Regions from separate parts of the Nothobranchius furzeri genome. Here region 1 is linked to region 2. The links are chromatin contacts, called in public Micro-C maps. All regions are on one chromosome and are shown on one strand. Each heading gives the region's core, a stretch centred on a gene start, on an enhancer-like site or on the middle of the called end of the contact. The rest is flanking DNA. Distances are from core to core; before and after follow the strand shown. Region 1 has its middle 18 kb from the start of LOC107391330. Region 2 overlaps LOC107391331 (solute carrier family 41 member 3).

Region 1 (5,296 bases), core at 2,285-4,784, 65 kb before region 2:
ACCAGAATCAGCAGCTGATGATATGTCAGCAGGTGTCCCCTCACAACCCAATGAACCTCAAGAAGGTGAGCAATGTAGCATGTTAGCTAGCAGCCTCATTTAAGGGGGTCTGTGGGAATCACTTAAGGCTCTCTTCTCTATCAGTACTATTACAAAGGAATATAAAAAGGCTATTTTTGGTGATAAACACATTGTTTTTCCACATAATGATAGTTATAAATATCAATCAGTAAAATGTGTAGATTGTTTTGGATGCTGGGCAGGTTGAAGCATTGTTATTTAGTCTGTTAATGTAACATAAATTACTGTGAGATTATTACTGTGAAGCACCTTTTTGAAGGCACCATACAAGAAAAAAAACCTCTTCATCTACTAAACACCTTGAAATGAAATGTTTTGAATCTGACTGAATTATGGGAGGTTTTACAAGATATAATTTGTTTATGTAGCTTTTAGAACAAAAACCAAAAATCAGTCATTTCCAAATAATTCATCAGAGAGCAAAAATGAAACAAAAGCTGTTAATAACTGTTATAAATAAACTTAATTTTCTAAAACTCGTCATTATTTATACTGCTGTAAAAATAATGGTGACAGCTTTGAACAAATCAAAAACAAGATATGTCACTCAGGAGCATTATTAATTATATCACTGTAAATAATAAATCTTGCTGTGTACAATCAAGGCTGAATATATTTTTAGCTGTTTTTTGTTGTTGTTGAGAAAAATGGGTGTCCAGAGACTTATTTACGTATTCATTCAAAGTTGTCCAACTTTAAAATTGTTTGTAACCCTAACTGACTCCGGTTTGAACTGTGTGCTTATTCATTTTGTGTCTATGATGAAGCCGTGGAGACTTAATAAAGAAGTCACCTTGTGAGCAGTGAACCCTTAATTTTTATCAGTCATACAGAAATACTTGATTTCAAGAGGAAAGAAGCTGAAAATGTAGTTATGTAAAGCTTTGACACAACATGGAAATTTTATTAGATATCCAAATTTGAATTTTATCATCAAATACAATTTTAGAATAAATAAACACATTTTAAGGGAGTAATAAGGAAAAGGAGATTAACACCTTTCAGCATGTGCATTTCCTGCCTTTTTCAGCAGTGATATTGCTAATTCTGTTGAAGGAAATTCACTGTTTAATGAGAGACAGCTGGTGAAAATTATATGTAAATAAGTAAGCATGCATGTAGACCTACATGATTAAGCAAAACTGAAACACTAATATAAAGTATATATATATTCTCCCTTTGAATCTGGGAGGGTGGAACCCCAGCTCCAGCTATGGATGAGCCCCTAGGGGGCCCAACTTGATATTTTTTCCATGGGGTCCAAAATCTCTGGCAGCTCCCCTGTTCCTACCCTCACCCATGGTCATGAGCTCTGGGTAGTGACATAAAGATTTAGATCATGGATACAAGCGACCACAATTAGTTTTCACCGCAGGTTGGCCTTAGAGATAGGGTGAGAAGCTCCGTCATCCGGGAGGGGCTCAAAGTAGATCTGCTGCTCCTCCACGTCGAGTGCAGCCAGTTGAAGTGGCTCGGGCATCTATTTAGGATGCCTCCTAGATGCCTCCCTGGTGAGGTTTTCTGGGCATGTCCAATCGGGAGGAGACCCAAAGGAAGATTCAGGGCATGCTGGAGGGATTATGACTCTCGGCTGGCCACGGAACGCCTTGCGAATCCCACGGATAAGCTGTGGGAAATGAGTGGACGGCAGTTGTAACATATTTATTAATTGTTTAACAATATATTCCTATTTCAGTTTTGCCATCCACGTAAAACTTTGTGTATCTGTGTAATTTTAGCTGTCTTCGTTCCACATTATCGGGCATAAATTCCTCAGATATTTCTACAAACACAGATTGTTTTAGAATCTTAATCGTTTCATTCCAAAAAAGATCAAAGTGGATTATGGCTGTCTGAAAATCCCTTCAGTCCCCAAAGCCGTTTAGGCGAAAATGGATTTATAAACCTTAACAACACTGTTTATTTCTCGTTTCATAGTTAGTTTAGCAGATGTCCCTCTGGCCTTGACCTGTGGATGCCCCGGAAGCACCACATTTTGCTACATGTGGTGATTTTTGCTTGAGCCCTTCCCAGATAACCGAGTGGGGAATGAGTGGGCGTGGCCTACCCCAGCTCATTTTCTTAAACTGATAGAGCCAAGAGTATGCTCATTCTGGAAGGTACTGAAAATGTCATGAAAAAGCTGAGACTGATTTAGGGCAAAAACGTCATTAACATGTTTTGTGTCAACTAACCAAATTACTGTTACAATTTGAGAGAAAACTCATAATATGACCCTTATAGGGCTAGAAGTTGTTTGAGGAGGATTTTTACAAAAAGTCTCTAACCACTTCAAAATCCCTACAGCATGGGTCACCAACCTGGACACCATGGCGCCCCCATGGTACCTTTAAAGGTCTAAAATAAAATAAAATAAAATAAAATAAACTGATTCCATCTTTTTTAACCACAAATGCATTAATATAGATCTAAAAACATGATTGTTTTTTTCTTTTCAAAAACTCTCTTGTTTTTCATTTACATGAAGGCTACTTTACCAAAGGTCCCTATAATATCAGCCTGGTAAGCCTTCATGTGGCTCAATACTCACAAAGGTTGGTGACCCCTGCCTGCCCTAGAGTGCCGGCATGTGTCCACTTTTTGTTTTTTTGTTTTTTGTTTTTTTGTTAAATCATTCAAAATGAAACAAACCATATAAATCAATAACTTTAAACTGTTATAAGTTAATAATTGAATTGAATTGAATTGAATTAACCCGGGGTGACAACATTTCTAAGAAGGAAATCCAGAATTTCTTCTCCTATGCACACGTCCATAAACACACCGCTATACAGTATGCCACAGACTAAAACAAAGCAGCCTGGTGTAACGTTCCTTACGATCAGCAGAGGTCAGGATTGATCCACTCTCACTGCTGCAGCGCTACAAACCTCAAAACATCTCAGGTTTCATTCCCAGGGACTGATTCATGCAGTCAGCCCATGTGGGGTTTCATATGTTTTGTCACATGAAGTCAAACTTGAGTAAAATCTGCTGCTTAATATAAAAACGAATAAAAACTACAATAAAAAATGTTTCCCGTTTGCTTTGATTTCATCAGGACCTAATTGCATCTTTACATAAGTTTGGTAAATGTCACCCACCATCTTTTAAACCATTCCAGTTCGGTTTCAGCTGATGAAAAGCACATTGGGAGTGCATTTGCTATGAATTATGTAACTTGGTTTTATTGGTGCATATCTCAAAAGCCTTTGAAGTCACGAAATAGGAATAATTGTGATGCGTTTTATTGAATCATAACTTCCTTTTTAGGTCAAAAGAAAACAAAATGGAGTGTTTTGGGATGCAGATTGTGTTTAATTTGCCCACAGGTTATTCCCTCTTGAGTGGAAAAAGATCAGATGAAGGAAAGCTGTCACAGCTCATAAACTGTAATGAGTTGCATGTGTGGCTGTTAAGCTGTGCGCTGTAGGACTTACGAACGTTACCGACGGCTGACAGCTGTTTACTGGCCACTGACTCATCCTAATGTGGGACAGATGTGTCTAAAGACGCTGCTGTCTATCATTTCAGGCCCAATGGCTCGAGTTGCACAATAAGTCCATTCCAAACTGAAAAAATGTAAAGTGCCACTTGCTCTTTGGCTAAAGCCATACATCAGATTTATGTTCTCGTTCCGATTTCCTCAAGTAGTGTTTGGATTCTCTCTGCGTCTCCTGGCAACTGAGATGGAGACACCAAAGATGTGTATCAGTGAGAGGAGGCGACAGATGGAGGTGTGGACAAATCCTGCAGGGCCGACCAGAAGCCAGATGCATAAACAATGCGTGTGCCTGCTCGTGCACACAAACGGGCATCCATACACAAAGATTATAACGTGAGAATGTGTGCATGCTGAGAGAAAATGTTTGATTGTGCAGATTAAACTCACCACACAGTTTTCCGTTCTTATCCTCGTGATCTCTGGCTTACAGTAAATACATTTATTATATGAAAAATGTTTGGTTATTTGATTTTGCACAACTGACTCACACTTGTCTAATATGGTTTAAACCACTAACAGTTTTATTTGCATTAACATTGTAATCAATTAATTATTCTTTCACATTAGTCGTTAGGCTGCAGTCAGCTGGGTTATAGATGCATCACATGACTGGTGGCGCTGAGCTGTTAGGGAATATTGAGGTAAAAGAGTCACTCTAAAGTCAGCTCTGCTTTCTTACACCGGCCTCTTGGGTGACATCTAGTGGCCTTTTGTATGAACACATGTTTGAATCAACCTGTTGGCCAAATGAAGAAACTTCTTCAAACCATCACTTGCTTGGTGTCACTTTTCTGTCAAGAGAGAGGGGGTGTGTGTGTGTGTGTGTGTGTGTGTGTGTGTGTGTGTGTGTGTGTGTGTGTGTGTGTGTGTGTGTGTGTGTGTGTGTGTGTGTGTTTACCTGGGTGTAGGAGGAGAACTGGTACAATGAAACATGTGATGCGTGATGTCATCACGCTACTCATGGTTCCTAGTAGAGACAAAACTTCTGTGAGCTTCTTCAAAAGGTTGGCCCACAGCTGGCGGGCTTTCTCATCCTGAACCTGACTTTGTTTTTGCTAACCGAGCAAGGCAGCATGCAGACAAGTGGACCAACTCTGGCACCTGACACGCTCTGTTCTTCTGAAAGTTCTGTGGTGACCATATTAAAAGGGAGAACACACCCCCAGACGCTCTGTAACTGAGTGATGTTCCCCAGCAGTGATGAGATCTGTTCTCATCGACGCCAGCAGAGCACCAACCGGCTCTTTGTCCTCAAACAACCTTTGGAGCGTGGTAAAGACTGCAAAAACTGTTGTTTTTTTTTTTTTGTCTGCACCCATTCTTGGCCTGGAAATCTGGCGGATGATGGAACCACATCATTGCTTTGTAAATCCTTTAAAGAGAAAACACATGAGCATTTCTGTCCTTTAGCAAACAAACCCTGTTGGTTATGAAACTTTATGAAACCGACTCTTCTGGACGCATCTGAATCCAGGGGTCTGGAAGCCACGTGGATGTGTGTTCTGTTGTCTTTCAGAACCAGCAAAAGCTTTTACAAATCAAATCATTTTGTTGAACTGGTGATTGTGCGAGTGCAGCAGGATTTTCTTTGCAGCTGTCACATCTTTGGTTCCTCTGAAGCGTTGTAGAAGATGATGGTTGTGTCTAAAGTATCTTTTTGGAAAATGGCCACACGTTTCTTTTTATTTTTCTGTTGTCATTTTTCAGTGT
Region 2 (5,821 bases), core at 336-2,835:
CTTGTGCAAGGTGTCAATGATTGTCTTTTGGACAGCTGTTAAGTCAGAAGTCTTCCCCATGATTGTGGTGCCTTCAAAACAAGACTGAGGGACCTTTTAAAGGCCTTTGCAGGTGTTTTGAGTAAATCAGCTGATTAGAGTGGCAGCAGGTGTCTTCTATATTCAGCCTTTTCAGAATATTCTAATTTTTTGAGATACCAAATTTGGAGTTTTCATTAGTTGTCACTTATGAATATCAAATTTAAATGTAATGAACATTGGAAATACATTGGTCTGTGTGCATTGCATGAATATAATGTACAAGTTTCACGTTTTGAATGGAATTACTGAAATATTTTCAACCTTTTGATGATATTCTAATTTACTGGCCAGCACCTGTAAATCCCTCTGACATTAAGCAAACTCAGCTGTTTTATTCTTGACTGTTTCAGAACCTTCCACAATGAGCCGTTTCGGGGCTCTGTCACTTTAAGAACACAATCTATTGCTGGCCATGCCCACCCATGCCGTGATTGGCTGCTATAAGTTGATATCTGGGAGGGGCTCTGAGTAGAGCAGCTGCCCTATTGCAGTGGTCCTGAATCATAGTCCTGGAGGGCCGGTGTCCAACACGTTTTAGTTGTTTCTCTGCTCCAACACAGCTGATTCAGTGGTGTTTCGATACTAACTATCCTGTAGTGATGTCACAAATGGGGACTTTTTTAAATTACTTGTTTTAGGTACGTAATTTCTCAGATCAAACACTGACAGAAAACAGAGGGATGAACGATTTTCACATTTGGAGTCTTGACAGATGCGGCAGAAAACCAGAAGGCATCACAAAAGGATTCAAAAGAAGAGTTCTGCGTAACGGCTCTCTTTTAAACGAAAGATCTGTCTGCTCTCGCTCAATTTCTCAAGCTGCTGTCTCAATTAGTGCTTTCTGCACCTCGACACATTCTCACCATCTGCTGACCGGTCCAGATGTTTGTAACCAACAGCAGAAATATCAAATATCCAAACATCTGACTGGCATACAGAACCAGGTGTGTACCTGCTGATGGACATGGCGACTATGACAGGTTGCCACCCTGAGCGGAGAACCTCTCTGATCTGAGGACTCCGACGGGCCACCACCACCCACAGAGGGATCAGAGCGATGAAGACCAGGCACACCGCAGGGGACAGGTACCAGATGTCTGAGGGGGAGGAGATTATTAAAGGTGGAGTCGACCGCTCAGGAGCCCCTACAAGTGTCACGATGCAGAACCGACGTGACCCATGACCGTAATAAGGTCATTCAACACAACATTAACCTCCCAAAATATAAAATTCAACTCTTTTCCAGGATTTCACACCACATTTGGGACATGTTGTGCTAAACAACAACTATAAATATAAAAAAAAGTTATATGGTGGTCAGGATTTCTTTTTTAATGCTCCAAACATCAATATAAACCACAGGCTGTAGAAAATAGCACTTCAGGAAGGAGAAAAAACGTTTTTTTGTTTATGATTTTAATGACAAGGTTCAACTACTCTGTATAAACCATTGCAAATGACTCATTTCTTGTGTTTAAAATAATAAAAGATAGTTTTGCTGCCATCTTGTGGTACATAGTGGACAAGTCTGGTTTCATTCTCACCTCTGTACACATAAAGCGTGCTGCTGACCCCAGCCAGCAGAGATAAGGTGATCAGGTCCCCCAGACTGGCTGCAATGGGGGTGGCCACATTGTCCGGGTTGATCCCCACCTTCCTGGATCCAATGATGACTCCAATCATCACCAGACCTGCAGACGGACGATGGGACAAACAGGACACACGGACACAATTAGCCTCTTCCATCGAGGTTTACAGGAAGCAGAGCAGAAGCCACACAGAGTGACGGCTCGCTGGAGCAAACCGCACTACTGTGAGAAAAGCTCAACAAAAAAAAAACAACAACAACTGTGTAATAAATCTTAAATGACATTAAAAGAGGAGCAAAAGTGTAAGGAGAGACTTATTGCTACTGCTCCGACATTTTGTGATGGGTACCGAATTTGGTACTTTTTAAGGCACCGACCGAATCCCACAGTACCGACTGAGTGATTCACGTCATATGAATCGGTGCCTTGTTTAGGTACCTGTGCCGCGCCGGCGCAAGAGTCGTCAGTCACTGTGGGCGAGCAGTAAACAAAGCAGCACGGCAGACAGGAAGTGTTCTGAAGATGGGGTCCACTTCACTAAGTGGGATGGGTAACTGGGTGATGATGAAACCTGCCTCTAAGTGAGGCATCATCATCTTAATCTGCTCCGGTAGGTAAATAAAATGTTTACGATAACGTTAACTTGATATGTTAGCTTCCGTTCAGCTAACGGTGCGTTCAGTGACTGAGTTTAAGTAACTGTTGTTTAAAACAGACGTAATAAAATAGATGGGTGTCCAAACTTTTCAAGATGAGGGCCAAGTTAAGTGAAAAGTCATTTATGATAATAAATTATAAATATGTAAAAGTTTGATGAAATTCTCTATTTTAGAAATGCACTGTAAACATTAGTGTAGGTGAACATTTTATCCTAAATGGTTTGAATCATCAGGTATAAAAAAACTCTTCATTGTTTTAATAAAACATTCAAGATAATTTGATGCAGAATTTTGTGGCAAATAGAAAATTATAATTTCCAAACTTTGAACAGAAATGCAATTGAACTGTTGCAATAGTTGGTCAGCCGAGCCTTCCTGTATGAACTGTGCGTGTTGGGGTGTGCCACCTGAGGTGCCTCGCGGTGCCATTCGACTAAATGTTCGTCATGACTACCACTATTTCTGATGCACTTTATTTTCACAGTTGAGGCTTATACCCCTTTTACTTCTCTATCATATTCATGTTAAACTGAACACATACCCAACATACTTCTGCGTGAAATCTACAGGAAAACGTTAATTATGAAAAGGAAAGTAAACACGGACAGTTTTCAGCTGAGACTGGAGCGATGTGGAGATCCTGGAGCTTCTGGCTTTTAGATCTGTAGCTCAGACCACCAGAGCGCTCACGTGGGACTGTGAAGGACACCTTTTGGAGCGGCTCGTGAAAAAACCTCAGGAGCTTTGCTTCAATTGGCCTTAAACGCAATTTATGTTCAACGTAAAGGGAAGTTCATGATGGCATGAAGACCCACACCCACTTTATACCACCGCTGTGTAATCTTGGTGGAAACACATGATTGCGCCCCATTACCGCCACGGGCGGATCACTTATGAATGACCAACGGCTTGCTGGTGAACGCTGTAGTTTTATGAAAGAGGCTGGAGTTTCGGGCAAGTTTCATTGATCCTTCCTCATTTGTTGGCCAGTGAGGCGGAACAACCACCGCCTTCTTCTCTTCATCTAACCCGGAATGGAAATGTGTACGGTGCTGTCACATGTTGGTAGTGTTGCTGACAGGGCTGGATTTAGCCAGCCCTACAAAGGGGTGCTGGTAGAATATCGGGGGGCAGGTCTGGGAAATAATTTTTCGGGTGTCACATACCTCCAAATTCCTAAAATGCATAGAAAACTATGCTATCATCATTACAGATCTTCTATCCATACATCTATCTTTTCCTTTGATCTCTCTCTCTCTCTTATATTGTTTTTTATGCCTTTAATATATTTTATCTATCTTATCTGTCTATCCTTACATTTTCTATTTTACTTATATATTTTTTATTTATTTTTCAGAATTTTTGTTGTTTTTATTTCTTTATGGCTTTTATCACTCATTACAGCATCAGCCGTCTGCTTTTCTGTGCTAAAGTCCTAACAAATCCATCCATATCTAGGCCTGTTATGGTCTTCTCGTGAGCCAGAATGACAACATTTCTTTTTCTCTCGTGTAGCGTAGTACGGCGGAACGGGGTAAGAACATGAGACAAAGTGGAGAAAGAGCTCTCGCATGATGCTGCTGATATTCCAATCACAAGGGAGGTCACATACATGCGATGGAGCTGAGGAAAGGCATTCTTATACCCATTTGCAAATGATGGAGAGGTCTGCAACCTCTTCACTGTTATTATCATCAGTCTTTTTGAACTCTTTCTCCAACATTATTTTTGCAACAAGAATCTCATTGGAAAGTTTGTCACTTCCTGTCATTTTCTGCAGAGGACTTACGTCAGGATCCAGAAGAGAGGGAGACTGAGGTTGAAGGCAGTTAACTGCTTTCATGAGATCGAGAATGCTTTTGGAGAATCTTGTCTCCATCTCTACAACGACTATATCCAAAATGTTGAAGAGCTCTCTTCAGAGCCTGGCTAGGAGTTGTGGAGTCTTCTGCGTGTTCCACAGTGGACATTACAACACCACCTGTTAGCAGTGAGCTTGTTTTTCTTTGTCTTTTAGAAGCTGGTGCAGGTGTGCTGGTTAATGACTCACTTTCCTCATCTCTCATCTGCTTCAAAGCCTGCAGAGATGCACTGACTACTTCAGAAGCACAGCACAGGTCAACAGAGTGAGACTGCAGCATAGAACTTGCAGACTTCAAGGAACCCAGAACCTTTAGGAGGAATTTTCCTATTTCAAAGAAATTGTGCCTCCTTAACATCAACAGTCCTGATGCCTCTGTGCAGATATCAACAGCAGCAGCTCTGTCCTCTGTAACCTCTGACAGGATACTCATGAGTTCTGTGAAACATAATGACGGTGAAAAAATGAGTGTAGAGATCCTGAAAGATCAAAAGAGGTTTCTGCACATGGCTCTGCCTGCATTGCATGGACCACTGCCAAGTGCAGCTGGTGGTTGTAGCAGTGGATGTAGGGAACATCCTTCCCTACCTTCTTCTGCAGTAAGGCCTGAACCCCACCCCTGAGCCCACTCATGACAGAAGCTCGTCATAGCACTGACTGATCATTTCAGCTGCATCACAGCCTGAGTCAGAGAGATGCTCAAGAATTTGGGTGGTAATAAAATCAGCATCTGACTGACTGAGGTCAAGCAGACCCATCAGGTGTTCCTCTGGAATGCAATTACCGACAAATCTAACCATGACTGACCGATTCTCCACATCTGTCCCTAGTTCCATCACTTTTAATGCAAAACCAGCATAATCTGCTTTGTCATAATTATCTTTGATCTTTTTTAATACAATTTTTGCCAGTGTTGCAATAATTTGTTTTGTATGTTGTGAGATGTTTATTTAGCTTTTTCTGGGATGTGCTTGTTTATTTCATTAAATTTGGAGTCTTTGGCCAGTGTGTAGTCGACCATCTTTAAGAACAGTCCTGCAGAGAAATCATCACCACTGGAGCTTTCCACACTAGTTCATTTACTGCTAGGAACTGAACTACTTCAATAGTTTTACAAAGTATCTGTTTTTTTCGATTTATGTGGGACTTATTAAACTACCTATCGTTTCCCCTGTGGCCACTCTTTGGGACATTTCAGACCAGCTTTTTCATTTTTTATGTGGCATTGACTTGATGCATGCTTTGTGAATCCCTTGTCCTTTTCCAGTGCTGTTTTCCAATTACTAAATCCTTGTTTTGTGAAAACCAAATCCCTATCATTGTTCCCTCCAAACTTACGACACGGGAAACACAAGCACGCATCCAGCTTTACTGAATATTCCAGCCATGGGCTCTCACGATTCCAGGCAGGGCAAAATGAGCGCATATTCTTCCCAAAATGGCGCTTGGGGAAAAGAAGAGCGGTGCGTTGGGACGGTGCGCTACTGTTCAGGCCTGTCACCCACAGCGACGGGGTTAGTAGCGACGGGGACAGCTGGAGGGGCTGAGGTGCTTGTGCAACTGGTTGTTCCAGTACTGCCCTGAATACGGGGTGGGGGTTGTGGCGAGTTGAGAAGCAGCGCCCGACGAGC

What was found. A called contact is a pair of places that touch in the nucleus more often than the background predicts.
Region 1: a Micro-C map of tail fin shows a contact between it and region 2, with 8 times the contacts expected there. The contact joins two enhancer-like sites. A contact is called at or near these places in 2 of 2 Hi-C or Micro-C datasets (skeletal muscle and tail fin).

What each region holds. Positions count from the first base shown.
Region 1 is chr15:50,134,604-50,139,899 of NfurGRZ-RIMD1, reverse strand. No RefSeq gene overlaps it. Among protein-coding and RNA genes, the nearest start is that of LOC107391330, 18 kb to the right of the region's middle. Within about 2 kb of position 3,534, at least 1 of the 3 cell types and tissues checked has an H3K27ac peak or open chromatin away from gene starts, as enhancers often do. A contact at or near this core is called in tail fin, where this site is marked.
Region 2 is chr15:50,067,260-50,073,080 of NfurGRZ-RIMD1, reverse strand. It overlaps LOC107391331 (solute carrier family 41 member 3), which reads right to left. Exons shown (of 11, transcript XM_015968598.3): 6 at 1,626-1,772; 7 at 1,034-1,178. Among protein-coding and RNA genes, the nearest start is that of LOC107391331, 28 kb to the right of the region's middle. Within about 2 kb of position 1,585, at least 1 of the 3 cell types and tissues checked has an H3K27ac peak or open chromatin away from gene starts, as enhancers often do. A contact at or near this core is called in tail fin, where this site is marked.